3 separate regions of the Mus musculus genome follow, and regions 1 and 2 are each linked to region 3. The links are chromatin contacts, called in public Hi-C and promoter capture Hi-C maps. All regions are on one chromosome and are shown on one strand. Each heading gives the region's core, a stretch centred on a gene start, on an enhancer-like site or on the middle of the called end of the contact. The rest is flanking DNA. Distances are from core to core; before and after follow the strand shown. Region 1 holds the start of Mrps15 (mitochondrial ribosomal protein S15). Region 2 holds the start of Tfap2e (transcription factor AP-2, epsilon). Region 3 holds the start of Adprhl2 (ADP-ribosylhydrolase like 2).

What was found. A called contact is a pair of places that touch in the nucleus more often than the background predicts. Capture Hi-C pulls out chosen DNA fragments and counts their contacts.
Region 1: a promoter capture Hi-C map of adipose tissue shows a contact between it and region 3. The contact joins the promoter of Mrps15 here to the promoter of Adprhl2 in region 3. A contact is called at or near these places in 3 of 39 promoter capture datasets (cranial neural crest, erythroid cells and neural stem cells), 1 of 15 datasets of contacts at CTCF or cohesin (the NIH/3T3 cell line), 2 of 484 Hi-C or Micro-C datasets (CD4 T cells and natural killer cells), 3 of 115 datasets of contacts at active chromatin or transcription factors (effector CD8 T cells and embryonic stem cells) and 2 of 9 other capture datasets (adipose tissue and liver).
Region 2: a contact with region 3 is called in a Hi-C map of embryonic stem cells, with 2.1 times the contacts expected there. The contact joins the promoter of Tfap2e here to the promoter of Adprhl2 in region 3. A contact is called at or near these places in 7 of 39 promoter capture datasets (embryonic stem cells, liver, pre-B cells and 1 more), 5 of 484 Hi-C or Micro-C datasets (all in embryonic stem cells), 1 of 115 datasets of contacts at active chromatin or transcription factors (embryonic stem cells) and 1 of 9 other capture datasets (embryonic stem cells).

Annotation. Positions count from the first base shown.
Region 1 is chr4:126,045,072-126,048,884 of GRCm38.p6, reverse strand. Mrps15 (mitochondrial ribosomal protein S15) reads right to left here and starts at 1,957. Exons shown (of 8, transcript NM_025544.2): 1 at 1,686-1,957; 2 at 1,407-1,451; 3 at 172-250. The coding sequence starts at 1,815.
Region 2 is chr4:126,734,602-126,737,966 of GRCm38.p6, reverse strand. Tfap2e (transcription factor AP-2, epsilon) reads left to right here and starts at 1,698. Exons shown (of 7, transcript NM_198960.2): 1 at 1,698-2,002; 2 at 2,315-2,797; 3 at 3,316-3,365. The coding sequence starts at 1,976.
Region 3 is chr4:126,319,721-126,323,077 of GRCm38.p6, reverse strand. It overlaps Adprhl2 (ADP-ribosylhydrolase like 2), which reads left to right and starts at 1,375. Exons shown (of 6, transcript NM_133883.2): 1 at 1,375-1,636. The coding sequence starts at 1,408. Tekt2 (tektin 2) reads left to right here. Exons shown (of 11, transcript NM_001357262.1): 9 at 115-258; 10 at 427-506; 11 at 659-957. The coding sequence ends at 872.

The DNA of each region.
Region 1 (3,813 bases), core at 708-3,207, 270 kb after region 3:
GCTGGCCACCTGAGCCCATCAGACCTGCGGCCCTCATCAGTGCTCACATCCAGGGCTCCACAGAATCCAGTTTCAAGTACAACAGGCCAAGTCTTTAGGTCACCCCTTTTCTACTCCCTGTCTATCCTCCCAGGAACGCCTGTACCCACAAGCACGTTGCTTTCCACTTACTTCTCTATGTTGGGGATGATGTCCTTGTATTCTTTGATGAACGCAGAGGAGGGTGGTTCATCGTCCTGCTTGGGTTGGACTGTCAAATACAGGATAGAAAATACTCAGCGTGAACTCCCATCCTCCCAGGCTCCATCCCTCTCACTCACTCCCCGAATCTGTGGCAAGTACCTAAGGGTTTAAGGGTCTCAAACTAGGTTAGCTCAGTTTCTCTTTTGCAAGCCTTGTGGGCACCTGCATGTTGCATGCTGCAAACAAGGGGCCTTTCTCAAGACATCCACTGTGCCTGCAACACAAACCGACTTGGCTCTACAGTTATCAGATTCCTCACTGGGATCGGTTCTCCCGTGGACAGGAGTGAGTTTGGCTTCTCTTTAACTCCTCGATTCCCCAGCCTAGTCCATAGTCTAGTCTAGAAGTAGCACTTTAACAAAGCTTGCTGGTTGACCACATGAATGAAGTACAGGGTGAGAGGAAGTGCTGCTAGCTTTAAGGGAATGTCAATAGCCAGTTCGCATCACTAAAAGCTCGGCTTCTGTGTGTGCATTCCTACTATGTCACTGGAAGTGAGGTTGAAGCCTGTAGTCCAACCCAGTCCAGCGCAACCAAGATAATCTATCCTCTCAAGCCAGACTCTGTCCTGCCACTATGCAAAGGACACTAGAAGCAATAAAGACTATGATATCACAGTTTATTGTGCACGGGGTTAAGGGTGCTTTTCATACCGCTGCCATGATTGAATCCTATTAACTGTGTTCCAATGGATCCTTTGACACTCATTTCAGCGCTGGTTCACAAAAAAAGCAAACTTGCCTCAAATAGTATGTGTTTGTTAGAGGGCCCTAAGGCATGCTAACTTAGGATGGGAAACTTCATCCTTCCTCTCAGAATAGCAGATAAAAAGTGTTACATTCCTAGAATTGTAACTCTTGCTAGTGTTGCCAGCCACACACTCATTGGGTCCAGCCAAGCTGGACTGGGTTGGACCTCGGGCTTCGACCTCACTCTCATCTGACACAGTAGGGATGCACACAACGAGGCGGAGCTTTTGGTGATCTGTATTGTCAAATGAGTGAGTGCTTTCACGCGAAAGCTCTTACTTCTACCTTCTCGTGCACCCCTAAACAATGAATGTGGGGGGGTCTTGGCCTGTCCCTTTGCGCGCCACCTCTGTTCCCTTGTCCACCCCAAGCCTTCCAGGCGGCCTCAAGTCTCAACAACCCAAGTCCTCGTACCTGGTTTCTGGACGGCGGCGTATGCTCGCGCGGCGCGCAGTAGACCTACGCAGAATAGAAAGGGCTGAGACTCTGCCATACACAGCCCCTCATGTCCCTTCTCCCACGAACTGTAGGCACCTGCACCTAACTACCGCCTCACTTCCCTATCTCCCTCCTCATCACCCCTTCCCTAGCCATCACCCTCTTTCTCATCCTGTCACTGCCTTTCTCGGGTCTCCGGGTGCCTGGTCTCCTCCATCTTCGCCCAGTCCCTTGGGACCCAGCTCGGCGGCTCACTCGGAGGCTGCAGGCCACAGCGCGCAGAGAGCAGACTGGCGCTACTTCCGCCCCTCAGCGCAGGGACTGGGGCCCGTGTCACCGCCTGGGCACGAACAGAGCTCAGCGCACGCCACGCGGCCCGCAGCATGTTGACTCCCGACTCGACGGGGGGCCCGCACCGCCACTGCCCGCTCCGCGGTGGATCCAGGTTACATGGGCGCAGCCATGACGGTTCGGGCTCGACCAATCGAGGTGAGAGCGCGACAAGAGCTGCCGAGGGCTGAGCGAATGGATCGGTTCCGGATTGTCAGGGAGCTGGGGCGGAGCCCAGGAATTTGGCCTGGTGGGCGGGCCTGTTTCTACGCTTACAGGCCCGGAGCACTGTGTGAACGCTATAATGTCACCTATTGACCTTGCATCCGGCCTAATCACTTTCTAAATTCCTTATGTTCCTGACCTGGTCCTCAGTTCTCAACCTGTTGGTCAAGACACATGGGGGGTGAAGGTTGTTGAGCGACCTATTCATAGGGGTCACACATCAGATATCTTGCATATCAGATATTTATATCACAATTCATAATAGTAGCAAAATTGCAGTTATGAACTAGCAACGGAAATAATTTTATTAGAGGTCTTCACAACATGAAGAACTGTATTAAAGTATCTCTGCATTAGGAAGGTTGAGAACCATTGCCTGGGGCTGGAGAAATGGCTCAGCGGTTAAGAGCACTGACTGCTCTTCCTAAGGTCCTGAGTTCAAATCCCAGCAACCACATGGTGGCTCATAACCACCTGTAATGGGATCTGATGCCCTGTTCTGGAGTGTCTGAAGACAGCTACAGTGTACTTACATATAACAATAAATAAATCTAAAAAAAAAAAAAGACTCACAACCATCTGTTCAGCTACAGTGTACTCATATACATAAAATAAAATAAATCTTTAATTAAAAAAAAAAAAGAGAACCATTGTCTTAGGTCCTAGTTATTTTAGGGCTTCTGTGGGACTCTCCTTACCTTCTCCAGAGGCTAATATTCTTTCTTGGCCCTCCTCCAGACACCGGGGCCCTGTAAGAACCCTCAGGTTCTAGCCTTCTTTCGTTGGCTTGTATCTCAGTGACTAAGGATAGAGTTTTTGGTAGGGTACTGAGCCATTACTATGAGACCCTGTGGGCAAAGTCTACCTTTATGGGCTGCAGTGTTCTCAAAACATCAAATGAGATTGGTAGCAATGTCTTTTACATTGTTCAGCCTATAGACCGAAGCAGCTGTATACAAAACACATGTTTAAATAGTCAGTATTCGGTACTCAGCTGTGGTAAAACTGAAATGAGGGATGCAAGGGCAAATATAAAGGAAAAGTAGTGGGGAGGGTAAAGAGAGGGGCAAGGAAAGAACACACCATCCCAAGCCTGAGATCAGGGCCGGGGAAAGTAGACCCAAGACAGGCAAGGCTTTTGTGGAAAGGTCTCCATTAGCACAGGGAATAATCCTGACAAATGTGGTTACATGAAACTCAAATGACATTAGGCAACTGAAGATGTGGTTTGGTTAGCAGAGTCCCTGCCTAGAATGCACAGTCCTGGGTTGGATTCCCAGTGGTACGTAAAAACTGGGTGTAGTGGCATATGCCTGTGACCCCAGGACTTTGGAATGGAAGGCAAGAGGATTAAAAGTTGTTCGAGGTCATCCTTGGTTGCATAGCTGGTTTGAGCCCAGACTGGGCTACATAAGACCCTGTCTCAAAAAGGGGAGGGGCAGGGGAGATGGTTCAGTTGGTAGAGTGCCCACTGTGTAAGCATAAACATCCAAGTTCAGATCCCAGCAGCTGCGTGTACAGTACAGGGGCTCGGGGAAGTTGAGTAGGTGATCCCTGGAGCTCATTGGCTCCTTGGATAGCTGAATCCAGGAGCTCCAGGTTAGCCAGGTGGTGGTGGCGCACGCCTTTAGTCCCAGTACTCGGGAAGCAGAGGCAGGCAGATTTCTGAGTTCGAGGCCAGCCTGGTCTACAAAGTGAGTTCCAGGATAGCCCTCTTCCAGCCTCCGTGATAACAGACATACAGGTGAGGCACAGATATGCACGCAAGCAAAACACTCAGACATGTAAAATAAAATAAAATCTGACCGATGAAGGAAGGAAGGAAGGA
Region 2 (3,365 bases), core at 449-2,948, 410 kb before region 3:
CTAGTTTTTGTTGCAGAAACAGAACTTGGAGAGGAAGCCAGACTTGTCCAGAATTACACAGCCTCTGAGGAGTGAGACTAAATTTTAAATGCCTGAGTCCAAGACAGGAAAGAATAATGATCCTGAGAACAGAGAAGGGCCACCCCAGCACTGCCACTGAACTAGTTGTTTGACCATAGGCCAGTAAGTCACCTAGCCTCTCTGTGCCTTGTTCCTCACTTGAAAATGAGGGTGACAAAGGACTTGGTGAGTTAGGAGACTCCATATTAACGGTGTGTGGTGAGTGGGCACCGTGACCATTTCTATCCCCTCCCTATTTTCAACATGAAAAAGAAAACATCTTTCTGCTTTTTATTAAGATTTATTTATTTTATGTGAGTATATTTTTGCTGTCTTCAGACACACCAGAAGAGGGCATATGATCTCATTACAGATGGTTGTGAGCCACCACATGGCGGCTGGGAATTGAACTCGGGATCTGTGGAAGAGCAGTCAGTGCTCTTAACCACTGAGCCATCTCTCCAGCCCTCTGCTTTTTAAATTCTCATTGTCATTAGGATTTCTCTCACTTGCCTTTTCTTAATCCCCATCTCTGCTTCTTAGGACAGACGGGTTAAATTTTGGAAGAAAGAAAAGGGATTGGTAGTGGTCATTAGGGCATGTTTGACAGAGAGAAAGAGAGAGAGAGAGAGAGAGAGAGAGAGAGAGCACCTGCCATGGTGATGGTGACACACAAATGCGTAGACTGTGCCTAGGTGTGACAATGCACCCCTTCCACCCTGTGTCAGTATTTTGGCCTCTTCTTAAGTGCAGATCATGCCAGACTCCTACTCTCTGTGCCTAGGTGGTGTCCTCAGCATCCAAGGATCCTGGCTTGGCATTGAGGATTACCAGCTTAGAAAGTCTGAGAGAAGTCAGCATTTTCAGAGCGTTTTTTGGATCCAAAACCATGAAAGAGAGGTTGCTAACACCCCCTCTCTCATTCTCTCTCTCTCTCTCTCTCTCTCTCTCTCTCTCTCTCTCTCACACACACACACACACACACACACGCACACACACACTGACACAAGTATGCACATAAACTGATGGGCTTGAGTTTGCCACTCACCGGTGTATTCCACACTCACCCTTGGGTGGTCAGAGAAAAGACCATTTAACAGGGAAGAAAGCTGATACCAGAAACAAGGAATGCTTTGCTCAAACTCAAAGGCGAACGCGTACATTTGTTTAAGCATTAATTTTAAAAGATTTAGAAGGGAGTGGCGAGATCGTTTATTGGGTTAATTCATTGACCACGAAGCCTCAAGACCTGAGTTCGAACCTTCAGGACCCACAGGATGGAAGCAAATAACTGACTACTGCAAGTTGTCCTCTGACCCGCACATCGGGCACACGGGTGAGCCCTTCCACTAAATAAGTTAATGTAATAAGCAAATGTAAAGAGAAAATTCACAGACCCGAGCGAACACAGACCCCTGAGTTGCATTCCAGCCTCGAATCCCATTTGATCGCAGCTGCAAGCTTGGAGGCCAGAAGGAGCTCACATCAGCTGGACTCGAATTCATTCACTCCTCACCCCACCGGTTCCCACCAGAGCCACGCCTCCCTTTCCGCAGCCAAGGGAAAAGGCTGAGATAGGCCATAGCTTGTCTCTTTAATGCGCGCCCCCAGAGGCCCGAGCGCGCCCCCGCCGCTATAACTAGAGTGCATGGAGCAGGCTGAGCTCAGAGGGCGGGCGCTGGGCACCCGTTGCCCGACTTTTTTCCAAGTGCCATCAGCTCCCGTCTGGCCCATTTCCATGGACGCTCCCGCAGGCGTCCCCCGCTGAGTACCCCGTACCTTCTGGACTCCCGGCAGACTTACCCCCAGCTTCCAGACGGTGATCCCCGTGGGCTGTAAGGGCTCCCGGCTCTCGCCTCGCCGTCGAACGAGGGCTGTGTCTCCGCCACACCTCACGCCCCACACTACCCGCCCCATGTTGGTGCACACATACTCCGCCATGGTGAGTAGACTCGGGTCCCGGGCACACTGGGCAGAGGGCATCGAGGAGCCTGGCTGCTGAAGCCTCCAAACCTTCTGCCCCCCACCCCCGCGCCAACGAAATCGCGAAGGTAGGGGACCGTAGGGCCTCTTGGCAGCCCAGGAAGTGGTGGCAGAGACCCGTACGTGGTTGGTCTCCAGCCTGGGGCCGCGGCGCCCGCGGGGCCAACGCCGGTGGACAGCTGCAGGACACCCGCGAGCTGGAGGGGACCTGGCGGGCTGGTGTCTTTTCGGCCGCTCATGGGTCACCTAACGCACGCCTCCCCTTCTGCAGGAGCGCCCCGACGGGCTGGGCGCAGCGGCTGGCGGGACCCGCCTGTCGTCCCTGCCCCAGGCGGCCTACGGGCCCGCGCCGCCACTGTGTCACACTCCCGCCGCCTCTGCCACCGCGGACTATCATCCTCCTTACTTCCCGCCGCCCTACCCTCAGGCGCCGCTGCCCTACGGCCAGGGTCCCGACGCCACCGCTGCCTTTCCGCACCTCGCCGCTGACCCCTACGGCGGCCTAGCGCCCCTGGCGCAGCCGCAGCCCCCGCAGGCCGCCTGGGCCGCACCCCGTGCGGCCGCCCGCGCCCACGACGAGCCGCCGGGCCTGCTGGCGCCACCCGCCCGCGCTCTGGGTCTCGACCCGCGCCGAGACTACGCCGCCGCGGTTCCCCGGCTCCTGCACAGCCTGGCCGACGGCGCGCACGGCCTGGCCGATGCTCCCCTCGGTCTTCCAGGATTGGCGGAGCCGCCCGGTCTGGAGGAATTGCAGGTAAGCCCAGAGTGAGCCACGGTGGGTCCCGATGGGCAGCGATTTAGCATCCTGGCTGGAAACAAAAAAGTAACAAAAGTAGGAGCCCGGCTCTTCTCCCAGGTGCAACTTTCCATCTCTGCCGCTAACAGGGAGTCTTCCGTTAGATGCTGTCTGGCCAAAAGATGGCCTCGAACTGTGCCTGGGTGGCAGCAGCCCTCGTGGAATCACTTCTTTCTCTCCCCACTGTAGGGTTGAGCCATGGTGGGCATCCATACCCAGTCCCAGTCCGCAGGGGCAACCTGGGCCGGGGTTAGGAGAGGCACAGGAGTGGTCTATCTAAGGCAAGGCAATCATCCAGGCAGTGCTGCAGCTTAGACGCATATGGTGCTGAGCCCAGGCTATTCCTGGTCACGCCTGTCCCCCGGTAGCCGCCTCAGGCAGCCGGTGGTACGCGTAGGGCGGAGCAGACATGGACTAGGGGTAGCTGGGCGACTAGGTCCATACGGACCCTCACTGCCATCCTCTTCTATTTGCAGGCGATAGATGACCCTGGAATGAGCCTCCTGGACCAATCGGTGATCAAGAA
Region 3 (3,357 bases), core at 126-2,625:
ACCCTGCCTTTCCCACCATGCTGTGAGGCAGGGCATAAGGAACCCTGCCCTGAAGCTTCAGTTGGGAGCCCTAGTGTGAGTCTTGCCGGTGGAGAACAGTAATGTCTGCCACAGACCTTAGAAGAGATAGCCGAGCTGCAGGGAGACATTCGGCGCCTGGAGGAGGACCTGCGTAGAAAGATGATGAACTTGAAGCTTGCACATACCCGGCTGGAGTCCAGAACCTACCGGTCCAATGTGGAGCTCTGCCGGGACCAGGTACAAGGGGCCCCGGTGGGGACCACCCCTGTCTGCTAAGGAGACCTCAGTATTACCCCTCTTCGCACGTTTCTTGTGGAACAAGCATTCTGGTCCAAGGCAGTTATGCGACCAGCTGAAGGGTCTTGCGGCTGAACTGAAAACCCCATCCTGCCCCTCTGTCTTCAGACACAGTATGGCCTCATTGATGAAGTCCACCAGTTAGAGGCAACCATCAATACCATGAAGCAGAAGCTGGCCCAAACACAGTAGGTTTAGAGAGTGGGCAGGAATAGTGGGGGGCACTGCTCAACCATGGGGCCGTAGTGCCTGCTGGTCTCTCTGGGCTTTATGCTGGTGAGATGTCCTGGCCCCTGCAGCCTGATGTAGGGCTCTGAGCTCCCGATGCTTTGCGTTACAGGAACGCTTTGGATGCCCTGTTCAAGCACCTGGCCCGGATACAGGCTGATATCGCGTGCAAGACCAACACCCTGCTCTTGGACACCAAGTGTATGGACACCCGACGCAAGCTGACGGTGCCGGCTGAGAAATTTGTGCCCCAGGTGGACACCTTCACGCGCACGACAAACCGCACACTGAGTCCACTCAAAATCTGCCAGCTGGAGCTAACCTAGGCTTTGGCGGCTGAGGGAAGACACAAGATTGGTGGGAGGGGGGAGTAGTGAGGGGACAGTAAAATAATAAAAATGGAGTTCTCAAGCCAGGCTCTTTTCTGCTACCCCATGAGAGTGGCTGACCGAGTGAGACAGTCCACTTGAGCGATGGAGTCGCCTAGACTTCATAGGGGTCGAGTCCAAAGCGACTCCAGAAGGAATACGGGTGTAAAGATACAGGTGATCGCCCGCGGGCAGCAGTGGCTTTGAGTGGGCAACATTCTTGTTCAGGTGCTTTTCAAAGGGTCCTCCGCGGGATTTTAGGGAGCTGTCGGCCGCATTTGTGGTGCCATTTACAAATGAGAAGGTAGGGAGCGCCAAAGCGAAGCGTGCGAGTACTTATGGGGCGCTGAGACTCCCAGCCGTTGAGTGGCGCTGTGGGGTAGGACGTAGGCTGAGACTCCGGGCCACAAGGGGGCGCTGTGGGGCCGCGGGGAAGAGACGACCAAAGAGGCGGCAGCATCGATGCCGGAAGTGGCGACTAGTCCGCGCGCGGATGGCGGTGGCTGCGGCGGCAGCAGCTACAGCGATGTCGGCGGCGGGGGGCGGCGGGGCAAGTGCGGCCCGCTCCATCTCGCGCTTCCGAGGTTGCCTGGCGGGCGCGCTGCTGGGAGATTGCGTGGGCGCTGTCTACGAGGCACACGATACCGTCAGCCTGGCATCAGTCCTGAGTCACGTCGAGAGCCTGGAGCCGGACCCGGGCACGCCGGGCAGCGCGCGGACAGGTGGGCGGGGCACCACCGATCGGGTCCCCACCCCTGGGCGAGGGGACCGAGACTCGGGGGCGCGCGCGCAGACTAGGCTGCCGAGGTGGAGGCTCCTGCGGCGAGCTCCCACGAAGTCACGAGGCTGAAGGCCCCTGGATCGAATCGGTTTGCTCCAGCTCTCCGTGGTTGTAGGTCTCCAGCCATGACCACATTCAGAGCGCAGGCCTCGCCTAAAACCTTGGCTAGAGCCAGTTCCCGCGTGGCCAGTTCCGTCGTGACCAGCTTTCTCAAACTGCTGGCCCGATGTGGGCGTCGGCGAGGGCTGTCCCTAGCCTGTTAAGACATGTCCCTTCCTTTCGCTTGCAAACGCAGCTTGTCCTCAGATTCCAGGTCAGATGTCAGTAGAAGACTTGGTTCTTCTTGAAGAGCATGTAACATAGTAGAAGGGGGCCGTCGTCAGAACCCCAGAGGACTCCACGAGTTAAGAGGCATTTAGAGGTAGGGGAAGGAGCGAGGAAGGACGGGGTGTGCCGAGAAGTAGGAAGGATGGTAACAAAACCAGAGGAAAGAATTTCAAGACTAGGACACTGGTGTGTTACAGAAAAGTCAGGGTAGTCTGGACCCAGAAAACCATGTCGAGTTGGTCGAGAACATGGAAAACGGGTGTTAAAGGAAGCAGAGATAAGACAAATTTTATTTCATTATGGTTTGGTAAGATGGAAAAAAAAAAGGTGTGTTTTAGGTTGAGTGGTAGTTGGGACCCTGTGGCTGCAGGAAACACATTTTAAGAGGGTCTGAGTGGAAAGAACTGACAGAGTCCAAAGGAAGTTCTGGCCTCCAGCAGTGCTAAGTCCAGGAGTTCAACTCCTAACTAGCTTGCTTGGTTCCTCTTGGCCTTGAGTTTCCCTTTGGGGGGAGCTCACTTTGGCAGTCTCCTTTTCCTACAGTATGGTCCCAGTAACACTGCAGAAGAGGTTCTCCTTGGGGCTGGAGAGATGGCTCTGCAGTTAAGAGCACTAACTGCTCTTCTAGAGGTCCTGAGTTCAAATCCCAGCAACCACATGGTGGCTCACAACCACCTGCAGTGGGATCTGATGCCCTTTTGGGGGTGTCTGAAGACAGCTACAGTGTACTTACATATAACAAATAAATAAATCTTTAAAAAAAGAGAGAGAGAACGAGAGAGATTCTCCTTTGCTCCAACTCTACGAACATTGCAACTTGAGTCTGGAGCCCAGTCCTACATAAGGGACTGGCAATAAGAGATGGATGCCTTCAAGTTGCCGTCTAACTAGGCAGGAGGTCAGTCCTCCAGCTAGGACTAAAGAAGAACGGCTCCCTCAGGAAGACCAGGGCACAGAGCAAAAGGAGGGAGGACACACAGTGCCCCCTCACTCACAGACATGTGCTGAGCATATAGAGAGAAGGGCAAAGAGCAACACCTGACCCCAGTGAGCGAGGGTGACCTTTACCTATGACCAGGCTGGCAAAGACTAGGAATGTGTTTACAGCTATGAACGTGGGACACAGGGGCCACCTGAGAAGAGGGGAAATGGAGTTTGAACAACAAGGAGGGAGTGGACTGGCTATCTGAAGGATCCGGGAGGCACTCATTAGACGAGTCCATTCTCTGTAACTGTCTTCTCTCAGTGAAGCAAAGGTCCTGTCCTAGCAGGTTAGTAGCCTCTTTGAGTGTGGCATGTTAGAAGTATCAGAGTAGGGCTGGGCGCACTCTTTTA